2 separate regions of the Rattus norvegicus genome follow, and region 2 is linked to region 1. Evidence: chromatin contacts called from public HiChIP or PLAC-seq data. All regions are on one chromosome and are shown on one strand. The core of a region is the stretch at or near the end of the contact, and the rest is flanking DNA. Distances in the headings are between cores, read along the strand shown. Region 1 overlaps Mef2a (myocyte enhancer factor 2a). Region 2 overlaps Lrrc28 (leucine rich repeat containing 28).

Region 1 (7,755 bases), core at 2,436-4,935:
ATCTGATGCCCTCTTCTGGTGTGTCTGAAGAGAGTGACAGGGTACTCACTTATAAATAAAATCTTAAAAAAAAAAAAAAAAAGAGTCTCCTTTATGACGCTCAGAAGTGGACTGTGGCGGAGATCACCTAATTTTAGACTTCAGAGTAAATGCTTTGGCATCAGTACTAAAACTGCTATGTGGGGCTACCTGGAGGGTCAAGCAGTTTATACCTCTGATTGGCACTTTAACTCCAGGGCTAGTTCTTTCCAAACAACTTGTAATGGTCTTGTTGGCAAAGCCTAGGGGATGACCTTTACCTTCCCAGGTACCTGTATGAAAACAAACTGCTCCAGTCTATCAGATGCTTAGTAGCCTGTGAATTGTAGCCCATTGTTTGTCTTGCACAGAACTAATTTCAGAAAAGACCAGAGCTTGAACACTTAGAGAAATTCTGTTCGAGTTCATCAGTTACTTGCTGCAGAAGAGATTTTGAGTTAAGGGCAGATCTTTTTTACAGATGAGGAGCAGACACAGCTTAGTTGGTCAGCATTTGTAGGAAAGTTCTGCACTGTTAGACTTTCTAGTTTGTGCTGAGGTTGAGAAGCTAGGAAAGAAGGGAGCTAGAGAGGTTGGGTACACAGATGCGTGTCGCTGAGGAGGCCCAGTGTGGATTGAGTATCAGAGTTAGACTGCAGTATTCTGTGTGCCTCATTGCATGCCTTCCAGCATTCTCAAAATTCTACTGTGATACTACTCGTTTTTAAAAACACCATTAGTTTCTAAAGAATGTATATATGTATAAGCACTTTTTAATATTGCATACATATATTTTTACCGAGTCTCCAAGGAATTACTGAAACACATAAAAAGTGGGTGGAGTCGGGCGCCCTTAAAATCATGACTAAGCATGAGTCTCATTCCATCTGAGGTCACTGTCATTCTCCTCCCTAGAATAGCTGTTTCCTTTTGTGTTTTCTCTTTTCCCATATTATTGTGTATATTTTTTTTTTCTGTAGATTCTTAGTGTCAAGTCCACCATGCCAGGCAGTAAGTAAAGATATGAATAAAGGAGCAACTTTCAAAAATAGCCTGTGGTCTCATGGACACTTCCTCATGCCCTCAGTAACATCACTCCAGCTTTAAAAAGCATTAGCACGTCTGACAGGTGCCCTGGCAGGCCCTGTAAATAAAGTGTGTAGTCTTGTAGTGGAACTGAGGTCTGCCATAAGAAAGACCCTTAGCACTGGGAAAGTCCTGTTCCTATTGTGTCAGCACGGACATAGGCAGGAGGCCACCAGCCAGAGCAAGGTGAGTGTCACACGAAGGGCAGTGAGAGTTGAGCTGGAAGAGTGGGATTTGTTGGGTATGTTGCAGAGCATTACGATCATATTGTTGTTTTCAGACATGTCAGTTTTGGCTCTAATGGCCGAGTGGTCATAGGAGATGGCTCTTTGGTTAAGACTTGGTGCTAGTCTTGCAGAGGATCCATGTTTGGACCCCTCACCCACTTTAGGCAGCTTATAACTGCCTGTAACTCCAGCTCCAGGGGAGTCCAGCACCCTCTTCTGTCCTCTGTGGGAACCTTTACTCATGTGTACAGATACCCAGACACATAACTAAAATGATAAAAACAAGTCTTGTCTTTTAAGTGAGTGCCAATAGGTCGTAGAAAGGTTGTTTAGTGGTCCAAGTAATGGTTTACTGGTGGCTTAGACCAGAGTATTAGATTACATTGGAACCTCCTCAAGCTAAAGGGACAGCAAGGTAGAATTGACTAGAGTTGTTGATAGCTCAGGTTAAGCATGCAGCAGAGAAATAATGTGAACACTCGGTTTTTCTTGGCATGAGCCATTGGGTATGTTGGTGCAACTTATCAAGAAAGGAAAGACAGCTTTGAGAACATGAGTTCAGTTTGGGTTATGCCAGAATTAAGGTGTTTATGGAGATGGTCAAGTGGGTCTCTGGACAGGCCAAGAAGCCAAGAGAGAATTATGGACTGGAAGGGTTACTAGAGTAGACATCAGGCTAGAGGACCAACTGCTTTAAACACCTTTTTTGAAACATGAGAAAAAAGTTAAAAGTAGCAGTCTCTGCCTCCTTTCTTCAGAACTAAATGGAAACCCTGTGTTGATGATGAATTAAAGTAAGTACATGTAAGCAGTATCTAACAACCTAAGCCTTGGTCACAGTAATTGTGACTGAAGCATTCGTAGAAAATGACTTGTATGTCATAGAAAGATGTTCATGAATTTGAGGTGACATGTGCAGTCGGGGAGCTCCTGAAGCAAATGTAGTTGATTGTGTTGTGTATTCGTTCAGCAAGAAATGGTTCGTCCTTCCTGTCCTGCTGAGCATCAACGCCTGTCAATGCAGGTTCAATACAGTGTTCCAGTGTCTATCTTTTCCCAAGGGCCAGGTATATTTATCTGTGTAGTAATAATATCCTTCTTTTGTAGATTACTCATTGACCAGCGCTGACCTGTCCGCCCTGCAAGGCTTTACTTCCCCTGGAATGCTGTCTCTGGGGCAGGCTTCAGCCTGGCAGCAGCACCATCTAGGACAAGCGGCCCTCAGCTCTCTAGTGTGAGTAACTGGGAATTTTCCTGATCTTTTGCACTTGGCCTGCCCATACTTGTGTCAGTCCTCTTTGACTTTGTGGGCTGTCAGGAACAAGCCCTGCCATGACCCTCGCTTATGTTCACACAAGGGTCAGGAGAGAGTGTCTTCTTAACAGAGCTCTAGATAGCAGTGTGGGTGCTGAGGAACCAGGCGCTCCTTGAAGGGATCTGTGGAGCAAAACTTTTCTTATTAAATGTGGAGAGTCTCTGATGGTACCAAGGGAACCCTACAATGCAGATGGCACCTGCAGGCTCCCTTCTCACTCACTGCCAGATGAATAAGCCATTGTGTCCCAGCATGATCTCTGAGTTTGCTTTCTGAGGAAAGGGAGCTGAAAACATTTAGGCTCATCTGCATTCTCTCCTTTGCTTTGGAGAAGAGGACAGCAAGCTTATGCATTCTCCTTGGATCTTAGTAGAAGAAAAATAGAATTGAAAATATTCTGTGTATGAGTCCAGTGCCATAGGATTCATTTGATTGTTTCTGGCCCAGTTTACAAACTACTTCATTCATAAGAGGAATGTTCCTTATAGGCAAGGTATAAAGCAGAGAAGATTTATGATGGTGCCAAGAAGAGGCCAGACTCCCTGAACATCAGAAGGAACAAGTACAGGAGGGCATCCCGAAGAGGGACAGCATAGCACCAGCTAGCTGGCTGCTTTGCACTTGATCAGGCCTGGGCACCCTAGCCTCCTGCACATAGTGCCCAGAGAGCTAGCAACTCCTTTCTCTTGGGCAGTGAAAGAACTGCACGTGTGGACTGTCACCAGTGTCACTCTAGAGAACTGTGTGGCGCATGGAAGTGCCAAGTGCCTTAGGGAGGTGTGTGCTATTGAAGCCCTAGGCTGTCCTGAGTGAGTCATGGAAAGCTGGGCAGCCAGTGCTGCCTGTCATCCCAGCTGCTCAAGAAGCGGGGAGCTGGGAATTGAAGACCATCCCTGGGCAACACGGGAGGCATGGTGACAGAAGAATAAATAAAAACAAGTCCAGGAAATAAGTAGAAAGGCCCTAGACTCGGAAGTCCTGTCTCACATACTACCACGCACATTCCTAGCCTTTCTGAAACTACTTGTTCTCATGAAAATGAGGATGACTCAGTGTACATCTCATGGCTGTTGGGAAAGCATGAGATGTGCTTGTCATAGAGCCCAGTACAGAAGATCCTGAGGGATGGGAGATAGAAAACAGAATTCAAGGTCCATGTTGTTGTTACAACACCTGATACTAAAACTGGGGTTTTTTTCAGAGTTGAGATGCAAAAGTAAGGGATCTTAGACCCTCAGTCTTCGCAGGTCTTCTCAGGCAGACAGTTTGCTGAGCTTTGTTGAGGTAAACAGCTTTGTTTGGGTGAGGTAAACAGATGTGCTGTCAAACCATCTCACCACTGTTGTTTCTCTACAGGGCTGGAGGGCAGTTATCTCAGGGTTCAAATTTGTCCATTAACACCAACCAGAACATCAACATTAAGTCAGAGCCAATTTCACCTCCCCGTGATAGAATGACCCCATCAGGCTTCCAGCAGCAGCAGCAGCAGCAGCCACAGCAGCAACCACCGCCACAACCTCCACAGCCCCAGCCCCAACCCCGGCAGGAAATGGGGCGCTCCCCTGTGGACAGTCTGAGCAGCTCTAGCAGCTCCTACGATGGCAGTGACCGGGAGGATCCACGGGGCGACTTCCATTCTCCAATTGTGCTTGGCCGACCTCCAAATGCTGAGGACAGAGAAAGCCCCTCTGTAAAACGCATGAGGATGGACACATGGGTGACCTAAGGCTTCCTGGTTCATGTCTGTTCTTTGTGTTACTGCAGTGAACTGCCCTACATATCTTAAATTGGTGAATAAGGACATGAGTTCAATATATTTATATGTACATGCATACATATATATCCCTTTACATATATATGTATGTCGGTGTGAGTGTGTGTATGTGTGGGTGTGTGTTGCATACACAGAATCAGGCACTTACTGCGACTCCTTGTAGGTATGCAGATGTGTGCACACGGCACACAGAGCACCTTGTAGAGACAGACCAGCCTGGCACTTCCTTGGACTACTTGTCTCCTAAGATAAAGTTTTTGCAGAGAAACGTGTACCCATATATAATTCTTCCACATTAGCCTGCAGAAACCTAGGGGCCCCTATTTGTTTTATTTACCTGTGCGGTGACTGTAGTTACTTCAAAAAAAAAAAAAATTGCTTTGTAGAACAGAGCAGTAGAAAAGCAGGAACCAAGAAAGCAATACTGTACATAAAGTCATTTATATTAATAACCCAACCTGGCATGGGTCTATTGCAGAGGGGTGCATGGGCAAGGGCTGTCTATATTAAACAGACACAGTAAACAAAGAGCCCCACACATAACTGTTTTGCACGTGCAAAAAAATGTATTGGGTCAAAGAAGTGATTTTTAGCTATTAAAAAGAGAGAATAGAAAACACGCATGAAATATTCAGAAATACTAGCCTAGAAATATAGAGCATTAACAAAATAAAATTAATATATTAAGTTATAATTGGAATATGTCAGAAGTTTCTTTTACATTCATATCTTTAAAAATTAAAGAAACTGATTTTAGGTCATGTATATTTTATATGAAAGAAAACACCCTTAATGAATTGATGACTATATATAAAATTATATCCACTACTTTTGAACACATTCTGCTGAATTATTTATATAAGCCAAAGCTGTATGTTGTAACTTTTTTTTTTAAAGAATAGCTTTATCTTGTTTTAACTTTTTAGTTTTATTTTAAGAGGGAAGAAAAAAACAAAAATATCTTGCAAGCAGAACCTTGGAAAAAAAAAAGCCATGAACATTATTATTCTATATGTAAATTAAAAGTCGAGCCAAACTCTTTGTGTATATAGCATCTTAAATATATTACCACCTTTGATGTAAGTACCTATGTATTGTATGGTCACCAGATTAAAAAGTATATTTTTGTGGATTGCCACCAATTTGGGGGGAAAGGCGAAGTCCTTAAGTAGAGTATTCACTGTTTAATATTTACTATTTTGTTAAATATACTGTACTTTGGATTTTAATTATTAGCCCAGTTTTTCAGAGGATTGTGTAAAGGGGTTTCCCCTCACTGGTGGTGAATGTGTGATGTTCTGTTGTAATCTTTGTGCTGTATGGGGTGAGCATCATTATATATTTTATATGTGTACATAAATAGCAAAGTGGCAAAAAAATTGGTGTTAAGTTCATCCTGCATAAATATAAAATGTGTTGTAACAGATTTTATAAGGCATTATTTAAAACTTGCCTTTTGTGAGGGAAAAAAAAAAACAGTAGAAAGATGACCTAATTTAACTAATATTAGAGAAAATGGCTGAGTAGTAGATGAGCACAAAGGTTTTATAAGTGGTAAATAATTAGGAAAATATTTGTAGGGGAAGGGATCTTTTCTCCTTGACTCTAAAGATAGAATGATGCAGCTGGTTACAAAATCCAGGAGGGCTTTAGCGTCCCGTGCGTGGGAAGGCACGGGCGTGCAGGGAGCAGCTCTCCTATGGTGCAGATCCCCGACACAATTCTTGCTGTCCTGACGGAAACTGGTGCCACCCTCAGCTTGGATTTTGAACAAGGCCTTACTCTTACAGGGAGACAGCTCGTTGGTGATGGCAAGTTCATCCGTTTACTGGGCTTGTGCCATGAACAAAATTCAAAGTCCTGTATATCTTTTATCCTAGATTTTTAAATACTCCTTTTCCTGAAAAAACTTAAAGAGTTTAAAAATGGCTGCTATTTTATACTGAACAATGTTGAGCAGCTACCTGCAGTTTTTACTTACATTTTGCTTTTCCCCTCGATTCCCTAAATTATGCTCCTTTTGATGTCTCCTCATCTGCTGTCCCGACAGCTCATCAGCCAGGTTTCCTGCCTGGCCGCACACAGGTATTCGGTCCATGCACCGTGGTGAGCACAGGCTGTGCACTGGAGAGCCTCACTGACAGTCTGGGTAGCACATGTTAGTGGAAGCCAAGGAAGTGGGGACGGTGTCTCATCTCCTCTGTGGTCTCAGCACTTGGCTCTTCCTCAGAGAAGGTTAGGTTTTCTTCCTCAAGTGTACTGAGTTGACTTACAGGCACGTTCCTCATAAGGTCACAGTCTCCCAACACTGACTTTCCAAGATACCCCTTACCACTTTGTAAACCATTTATAGCTTTGAAAGTATTAAGTGACCCTTTCATTATTATTTATGCATGTTCATGAACTTCTGCTGTATATTGGGATAGGAGTTAACACATTCACATTTACTGTCTATTTTCTTGTGTGCCTTATGAGATGGCTTCTCTGACTGTATCTCAATAGTCTTTCTATGCAGGTTTATAATCAGTACAACTACTGTTTTCTAAAGGAATATTACACACGGCTCGGAGTTTGTACTTAAATTACACTGACCAAGTCACAATGTATTCCGTTTTCAGGAACTGAATATCTGACTGTTAATCTTTTCCCATATGCCCAGTGTGATCTGGAGCATATGGGTCTGACATCCTTCACCCAGATGCTCATGTGTGAACACATCCACATCCACAGCTCTCAGTGGAAGCCAGCCTAGAGTAGGGAGGACACTGACGGTGTTGCTTTAAACTGACTTTTCTTACCCTTTGAGACTCATGTGTTTTGTATAAGACACCATCACAAGAAAGTTTTCTCCCTTCAGATAACATATTTTATTATTAAAAAGAAAAACAAAAAAAGCTTTTAAGTTGCACTGGACGTGGGCCGTTCCTTCGGAACTCTTTGGATCTACACTGAGAGTGAGTGTCGCCGCTCTGTGAACACAGGTGGTCCCAGTCAAAACTCCATCCTTTGAGCCCTAATTACATCCATTGTGTTACAAAACTAAATCAGGGGTTTGTTCTAAAAGAACAATACATGTCTCACCATTTCCTTTCAACTGTAAAGACGACTGATAATGTATTAACATAATTTCTGTATTAACCATCATGCGCACAAGAAATACATAGTAAATACGGAACCTGAAAACTCCTGCATCGGATCATAAAAGCTAGATGATTAGAATGTGAAAAGAACTTTACAGATGTAAAACTTTTATTTCTCTGTAGAAACTTTCTTCACTTTGCTGTGCAAGAAGACACTGCTTTGCTATATTTAAAATGGCTTTTTTAAAAAGAGAT
Region 2 (7,755 bases), core at 2,006-4,505, 380 kb before region 1:
TTTGTCTCTGCTTCAGACCCCAAGCCCTGGGAACCAAAGCCCCACCTACCTCTTTTCTGCCCGCTAAAGGCAGTAGGCATCTTCGTTCAACCAATAGTTTTAAATTAAGTAGCAAGGTTACACAGCATGACTTGTGTATGTGAGGACTTCCTTGTCCCTGAGGCAACCAGATCTTGGGGGCCAGAACTTGCCATTAGAGTACACAGAAACAGACCAAACCTCATCATGCGTATGTTGTATTTACATCATTTATTTCTACCCCCTCCCCCTTCCAGCATCTCCTCCGTTTCTCTGGTAGTCTCCACCTCGTCTGTATCTATTATCTCACTCACCCATCTACCAACACATGTACAGAGCATTGCTTATGTGTACATGCATTTAGGGCTGACGACCACTGGGATTGTATAACCTATGGGGGCTTATCTCTGCAGAAAGCTGATTCTTCCTCATTCTGCAGCTCGAAGTTCTACATTCTTTACATCCTTATCAACATTTGATATTTTTCATTTTGTTGTTGTTGTTGGCATAGCTGTTCTCATAGTTATGAAGTGATACTTCATTGCAGGTTTGATTCGCACTTCCTGGAGGCTGGTGACATTAAGCAGCATTTATAGCTGCTTTTAGAATTTAGCACACAATAGTGTGTTAGTTGGCTTTCTGTTGTTATAGCAAATTCCTGGATAACCAACTTAGAAAGAGGTATTCTGGCTTGTGGTTTTAAAAGTTCCCATCCACTGTGGAGTACACCTGTTCCTCTGTGACTGGGAAGCAAGAGTAGAAAGAATGAGAGACGGGAAGGAAGGCAGGGACTCAAATCCCTTCAAGTTGACTTTCCCTGTGATCTAAAGACTCACCATCTCCGGAAAGCAGCATCATGGGAGCCAAGCCTTTAAGGAGGTTTGAAATCCATCTCTAGCAGATTTTTTTAAAATAATTAGTCCATCTTTCAGTAGCTTTTTTGTTACTGGGTTACAATAGTCCTTTTATGTTCTGGGTACTGGATCCTTACCTGCTATGTGTTTTGTAAATACTTCTCTCAGTCTATACATTGTCTTTTATTTATAGTGTCCTTTTATGTACAGAAGGTCTTACTTAGGATGTTCAACTTATATACTTTTTCCCTGTTGTAGCATTGCTTTTGTATACCATCTGTGAAATCTACTGCCAAATCCAATAGTAAGGACATTTATTCCTTTTCTTTTAAATAATTTGTTTTCATTTTATGCATGTGGGTGTTTTGTCTGCAGTTATGTCTCTACACTACATGTATGCAGTACCTATGGAGGCCAGAAGAGGGCATGGGATCCCATGAGACAGGAGTTACAGATGGTCATGAGCCAACATGTGGGTACTGGGAATTGAACCTGGGTCGTCTGGAAGAGCAGCTTGTGTGCTTAACTGCCAAGCCATCTCTCTAGCACCATATTCTTCTGTTTTGTATAAGTGATGGTTTTAGCTCCTAAACTAAAAGTTGTTGAATTGAGCTAATTCCTGTGTAGTGTGAAATAAGGACACAGACCATTCCTTTTAATTTCTTTAACTGTTCTAAGAGCCTAAACTTGTGACTTCTGTGAGATGTGTTATTAGATGTTAGGTTGCAGCAGGTGCTGAACCTTGGGTCCTAGTAGCTTATAGCCACTAGGTATTTCTTATTCCTAAGGGATGCAAACAGTTGCAGATTATTTGAGTACTCTGGCTTGAGGTATTTTCCCTCAGGGGTGAACCCTAACAAAGCTGTTACCATCTTGAAGTCACTGTGGAGCAGGCAGTTTCTTTTGAGAGACTAGGAGTTAGACTTCTGGGAGGTAAACAGACAGGGAGAGGGTCAGGGTTAAGGAGACAGGTTCCCAAGATGGCCAGGTTTTCCTTACCCTCCTGACTTAAGAAAAAAGCCTGACAGCTTAAAACAAAGCCTTGTAGGCTTTTATCTCCTAGAAGGCCAAGTCACACAAGAGGTGTAGGCCATCTGTCCATCCTGTCTTTCTTCAAACTGACCAACCCTAAGGGAAGAAAAGTTCTTCAAAGACTTAAAAACCCCAACCCTTGAGAAGAGACTGGATTTTTTGGCTTTGTGAGTGTTCTGCCCACTTTCTAGGGGCCTTTTTCTCTGTGTGTCTGCTGGAAGCCTGTGTTTTTCCTCATCCCCATTAAATGCCTTTCCTTGACAGCAAATTCTGTATGCTCCTGTTAGCAGTGTTTGAGATGATTCTACCTGGCTTAAGATTTTTCCTGCCGTTTAATTCTTTAGTTGGCAGGAAAGAAAAACAAAACAAGCAAACAAACAAAAAAATCCCAAACCTCGAGCCTGACGAAGCCCCCTAGACTGTATCATTTTTGCCCTAGTTTCTGAAGGAGAGGAGTAGGAAGGGCAGTCTCTACTACAGAATGTCACAGATCTGTTGTGGTTTATAAAACACATGAAATAGAGCTGGAGAGATGGTTCAGTGGTTAAGAGCACTGACTGCTCTTCTAGAGGTCCTGAGTTCAATTCCCAGCAACCACATGGTGGCTCACAATCATCTGTAATGGGATCTGACTCCCTCTTCTGGTGTGTCTGGAGACAGCTACAGTGTACTTATATATAATAAATAAATAAATCTTTAAAAAAAATAGATGGGTTGGGGATTTAGCTCAGCGGTAGAGCGCTTGCCTAGCATGCGCAAGGCCCTGGGTTTGGTCCCCAGCTCCGAAAAAAAAAGCAAAAAAAAAAAAAAAAAAAAAAAGATGAAATACTTGTCCCAAGTTATAAACATTTAAAAGTCTTCACATTTAAGGGGAGTTTGAAAGCAACATTTTATGCCAGCTATACATAAAAAAGTTTACTTTTGCATTGGAAGCACTGCATGAAGCAAATTTATTGATATAAATGTTAATGGAATTTCTATTTTCCATGTACCGAAAATGTGGGATTAGAAAGGAGGGAGTGATATTACAGAGCACCAGTAGGGGGCAGTCACGGCCTGCTCACAGATGAATGAAGTTTCTTAGGCACCAGTAGGGGGCAGTCACGGCCTGCTCAATAGGCGCTGTTTCCTAGGCTGTTTGAGAGATGCGTTTACTTATTTTGTATTTTCAAAAGGCAGTCTTCTCATGGACCACAGTCTTCTCAAAGTTAGTATACCTGCTTTTAAATAAAAACACAATGTATTTAACTTGTCAGTAAGCTCACACTGATGCCTGTCAGTAGCAGAAGTATGGTGTCAGTGTTTTGTATATAGCTCTAACTCAAAAAGCAAACTAAAAGCAAAGCAGTGTATCATAGAATGCTGTGTGATCGAGTCAAGTAAGCAGAGCGTCGTGTAAGCCAACCACCAACAATGTTGATGCTCCACACATGAAACCCGATAACGGTCTGAGCATTTCTTCCCTGCTGATTGCTTTACAGTTCTCTAGTGTTGCTAGGTATGCCCATAAATGGAAGCATGTGTTGTTACGAGGAAAGATACCAATACTAAAAGACCATATAGGGATTTGGCTAGATCCACTTGTGACACTGAAGGAGTAAGTTTGAGTGTATACTGTGTGAACTCACAGCTTGTACAGCTTAAATGTTTAAGTTGTTCTGTCAACAGTCAGAACTCAAAACTTCAGTTGTTTCACAATGTCTGTGTTTACTAATGCAGCTTATGACAAAAGGCCATGGCGATGTATATATAAGCAGTTGGAATGTATCTGTATGCCTGTATGAAATTGTTATTTTCTTATGTAAAATAAAACCAGTGGTTCCCATTGTGTTTAGGGTTTTAAAAAAAAATCTATGCCTTAGAATAAAATATAAGCCCACGTATTAGTCACATCTCTTTTCATGGTGGCCCATCTTTCCCACCTCCCAAACTAGGCCTTACTTCCTGAGGCTGTACAATATTCCCCAAAGAGCACCACCATCCAGGGACCAAATGTTTAAGCATGGGTCTGTAGTAATGTCTTACATTAAAACCTAACAGTTCTTGCCATTTTGTGCAAAAGTATCTTTATACTTGATTTTTACTTGGCTCAGTTTTTAAATTTACATGCGCTTGGGGGAGTATGTGTGTGTGTGAGTACAGGTGTCCAAGGAGACCAGACGAGGGCGTCAGAGTTCCTGGAGCTGGAATTATAGGTGGCTGTGACCTCCAGACGTAGGCTCAAGAGCAGAATGTGTTTCGAATGACTTTCTGTTGCCCTGATGAGGCAGCTGCTGCAGTAGCCGCTGAGGACTCACATCCTGAGCTGCAAGAAGGAGTACAGAACCAACTTGGACTGACAGACCTTGGAAACCCGAGCTTTGCCTCCTGTGACACGCTTCCTCCAGCAGGACCATAGCTCCTAAACCTGCACAAACAGAGGCACCAACCATGGAGGGACACCTCATTCAAACCATCGCATATTCTTAAGGCTGGCCAGCCCCTCAATATAACAGGATTTATAAAACCCAATATGTCCTAAGGCATTACCGACCAAATGATAATTTTCTAAACACCCCTTTCTCTTCCCCCTTGTCACATGTTACTTCCTGTGCCCAGAAGGTGAACCACAGACCCCCACCCTTCCACCTCATGCCAATCTCATATTTGTCTTTAAGAATCCATGTCAGACAAGGTTTTGTTTTTGTTTTCTGAAAGCCATTCCTGGTTCTGCCATTGAAGCCAGCTTACCTTTTGGTGTTTGGGGGATGTGGAATGAAAAAACATAACACGTGTGTCCTTCAGTTTCCATAGTGCACCTCTTTATGTACGTGTAAATCTGAACCATACAGGAGCAACCCTCCCACAGCCCCGTTCTTTTCAACCGTTGAGTAGAATTGTAGCAGTTTTCCCTTGGAAAAGGACCCCCATCCACCTCCCCACACATCGCCTACTTCATCAGTCTGCCGTTCCCTCTAAGATGCCAGCTCAGGGCCAAAGTGTGGGATCACAGTCCTTCTTTCTATCCATTCTCTACCTTCTCGGGTCTCAGTGCCCCAGAGATGCCTATCTGTGGCAGCAGGGGTGTGGGAATTGGGGTAGTGAGGGCTGTTATTGGAGGCCACCATAACAAAGTAGTACAAACAGCAGTGCATTGCTCACACTTTGGAAGCAAGCATCCAAAATTAGGGTGTGGTCATCAGGGTGGGGTTCCCTTTTTTTCTGAGCCCTTCTCTCTGTGTAGGCTGTTGATAGTCTCTGGAATTCCTTGTGCATGTTTTCCTCTTTAGCTTCTCAACCTCTCACCATGGCCGCCTTCCTTCTGTCTCCTGAGAGGTGCCTGGTTTCTCTAAGGAAGGAAGCAGTTTTCAACCTGTAGGTAGCAACCACTTTGGGGTTGAACAACATTTTCACAGGGGTGACCTAAGAATGTTGGAAAACAGATATTTATGCTATGATTTATAACAGCAAAATCAGTTATGAAGTAGCAATAAAAATAATGGTTGGGGGTCACTGCAACATGAGGAACTGTATTAAAAGGTCACAGCATTAGAAAGGCTGAGGACAAATGTGAACAAAGGCTGCTGACTTTAACTGTTTGACTATACTAAGTGTCGCGTGGTCAGTGTAAGAATGAATCCCAAACGTACTGTTACTATTTTCACATTTCTCAAAATTTATATCCCAAGAAGATATTCTGTTATGCTTAAGTTAATTAAAAATGTTAATACTTTTTAAAGATAAAATTTAATTCTGAGTTTTTGATTTTCAGCCAGAAAACCTTGCTCAGAAGCTTCCAAACCTTGTGGAACTGTGAGTGTGTTTATTCATATTTTTAAACATAAGAATGGGGACTTTAAGTAATTTGAAATGGTAGGACACATAATTTTAATAGATTCATTTATCACTTTTGGGTGTGGTTGTCATGCTGCTGCTATGGGTAGGTCGGAGGCTTTGCTAGCCCCTGTGGTATGTGAGAGCCTTTAATATGTTGAAACAGCTCAGCTCTGACAATGAAGATGCTCTGGGTACAGCGTGTTTGCCTTCTTCTGGGAAGTGCATGCTCCTGGGAGAGTCCCTACCCTTGTTATTCCTATGTCCAACTGGACACAGGCTCCCTGAGGGCTGGTAGTGATGCCTCCGCCCACTTCCTCCAATTCCTCCAATTCCTCCAATTCCTCCATGTCTCAGTAGACTCAGTGCTTTTGATGATCACCTTCATAATGCTACAAAACTTACCTTTTTGTTTCTGTTTTCTTAAGGTGTAGGGAGAGCAGAGTTTCCCCACTGAGATGCATCTTAAGACCCCTCCATGCTTTTGTCAATTATTTTTAATGCTTTGTATATGAGTATGTACAGTGTCTGTAGCAGTATATATCTAAAAGTCCACTTTACCCGATGAGGTCATTGGGTGCACCCATGGCTCTGCACCCACCCAAGAGCTCTGAATTCACGAATAAAAGAATTCATGAATGAAAGACGTGCACACCCAACCTTTCTATTTTAATATGCCTTAGCTCAGTGGTTGGGCACTTCCAGCGCTCCCCACAGCTAGCACACACACCCCTCTGGTATTCCTGAGTTAACACTCTCTAAATCTATATTTTATTGCCCTCTTTCCTTCTGGGCAGCCCTCCCAAGGGGTTGCTTTCACCTTGCATCCACATTTTGGCTATCTCACCCTCCTGCTCCTTCACAGTGTGGTCCATCCTATGCCCCTGTCATGGCATACTCCCTTCTCTCTCCCTTGCATTTCTTGCCCAGGAATCTAAAAGTCCTGCCTCTGTCTCCCTACCCAGCAGTGGGCCTCTAGCAACTTCATTTTCCAATCAGAGCCAATTGGGGGCAGGCTTCCTTTAGCCTCTGTTCAGGACACTGCATGTAGGGTTTTTGGCAACATAATTTGCATGAGAAAACAGGCCACTTTGTGGCAGAACCTTCCCCTAATGAATAAAAATTTCAAGGAACCAGTCACTGGGTGAAAAGGAGGTGGGACTAACGAGTTGGAGAGAGAAAGAGGGGAAGCAGGAGAAAGTTACTTCCTTTTGGACAGGAGAGAGAATAGAGGCACAAGGTAGGTAGCAGCCGCCCCTGGTCCAGATGGTGGATCCACTGGGATTTATAACTTAGAATAGCTTATAAAATTAGGATGCTAGTTTCTGCGCCCAGCAATTGTGTTACCTGTTGATTCTAAACTAAGACTGTGTGGCTTTTTCTTTCATGCGGTGACTCAACTGGGTTCCAGAGAAAGGTGCAGCGGCAGGGCACTCAAGCCAGCCATGAGAATTTGGAAGAATTTGGAATTGTGGGGCATGTGTGGCAACATCCACCATGGGAACTTAGCGAGTCAGGTGGACAGATTTTGGAGCTCTGAGTCAGAGTCTTCTGGGCTGAGAACAGGCAGGCCTGTCCACTGGTGCCTTGCAACACCGCTGCATATGCCCACCTTACTCTCTCGGAACAGGGCCTGCCACTGAACCATAGTGTGCCTTTCAGACTCTGCTGGCTGACTGGTTAGCAAGCTCTCAGGATCTTTCTGTCCTTGGCCTCCAATGCTAAGGTTACAGACACACCAAGAGCTCTCTTTCATGTGGGTTCTGGGTATTGAAACTCTGGTCCTTATGCTTGCAGAACAAGCACGTTCACCACCAAAACATCTCCTAGCTTCACTTTTTTTGTTTTGTGTGTTTGAGTTAGGGTTTCTCTGTGTAGACCTGACTGTTCTAGAACTTACTCTATACACCAGGATGGCCTCAAACTCAAGAGATCTGAGTGCTTCTGACTCCTGGGTACTAGGGTTAAAGGCATTGGCCACCACCACCATAGCCTGGCCACTTTTGTTTTTTTTTTTTTTTTTTTTTTGGGTTCTTCC

What was found. HiChIP or PLAC-seq counts read pairs in DNA pulled down with a chosen protein or histone mark.
Region 2: a contact with region 1 is called in an H3K27ac HiChIP or PLAC-seq map of oligodendrocytes, with 5 times the contacts expected there. The contact joins two enhancer-like sites. A contact is called at or near these places in 7 of 12 Hi-C or Micro-C datasets (the A7r5 cell line, the Rat2 cell line, kidney and 3 more) and 1 of 1 datasets of contacts at active chromatin or transcription factors (oligodendrocytes).

Annotation. Positions count from the first base shown.
Region 1 is chr1:130,258,376-130,266,130 of GRCr8, reverse strand. Mef2a (myocyte enhancer factor 2a) reads left to right here. Exons shown (of 11, transcript NM_001014035.2): 10 at 2,439-2,565; 11 at 4,003-5,799. The coding sequence ends at 4,372. Among named protein-coding and RNA genes, the nearest start is that of Lysmd4, 13 kb to the right of the region's middle. Within about 2 kb of position 3,685, at least 31 of the 93 cell types and tissues checked have an H3K27ac peak or open chromatin away from gene starts, as enhancers often do.
Region 2 is chr1:130,635,796-130,643,550 of GRCr8, reverse strand. It overlaps Lrrc28 (leucine rich repeat containing 28), which reads left to right. Exons shown (of 10, transcript NM_001108486.1): 3 at 5,656-5,696. Among named protein-coding and RNA genes, the nearest start is that of Lrrc28, 16 kb to the left of the region's middle. Within about 2 kb of position 3,255, at least 4 of the 93 cell types and tissues checked have an H3K27ac peak or open chromatin away from gene starts, as enhancers often do.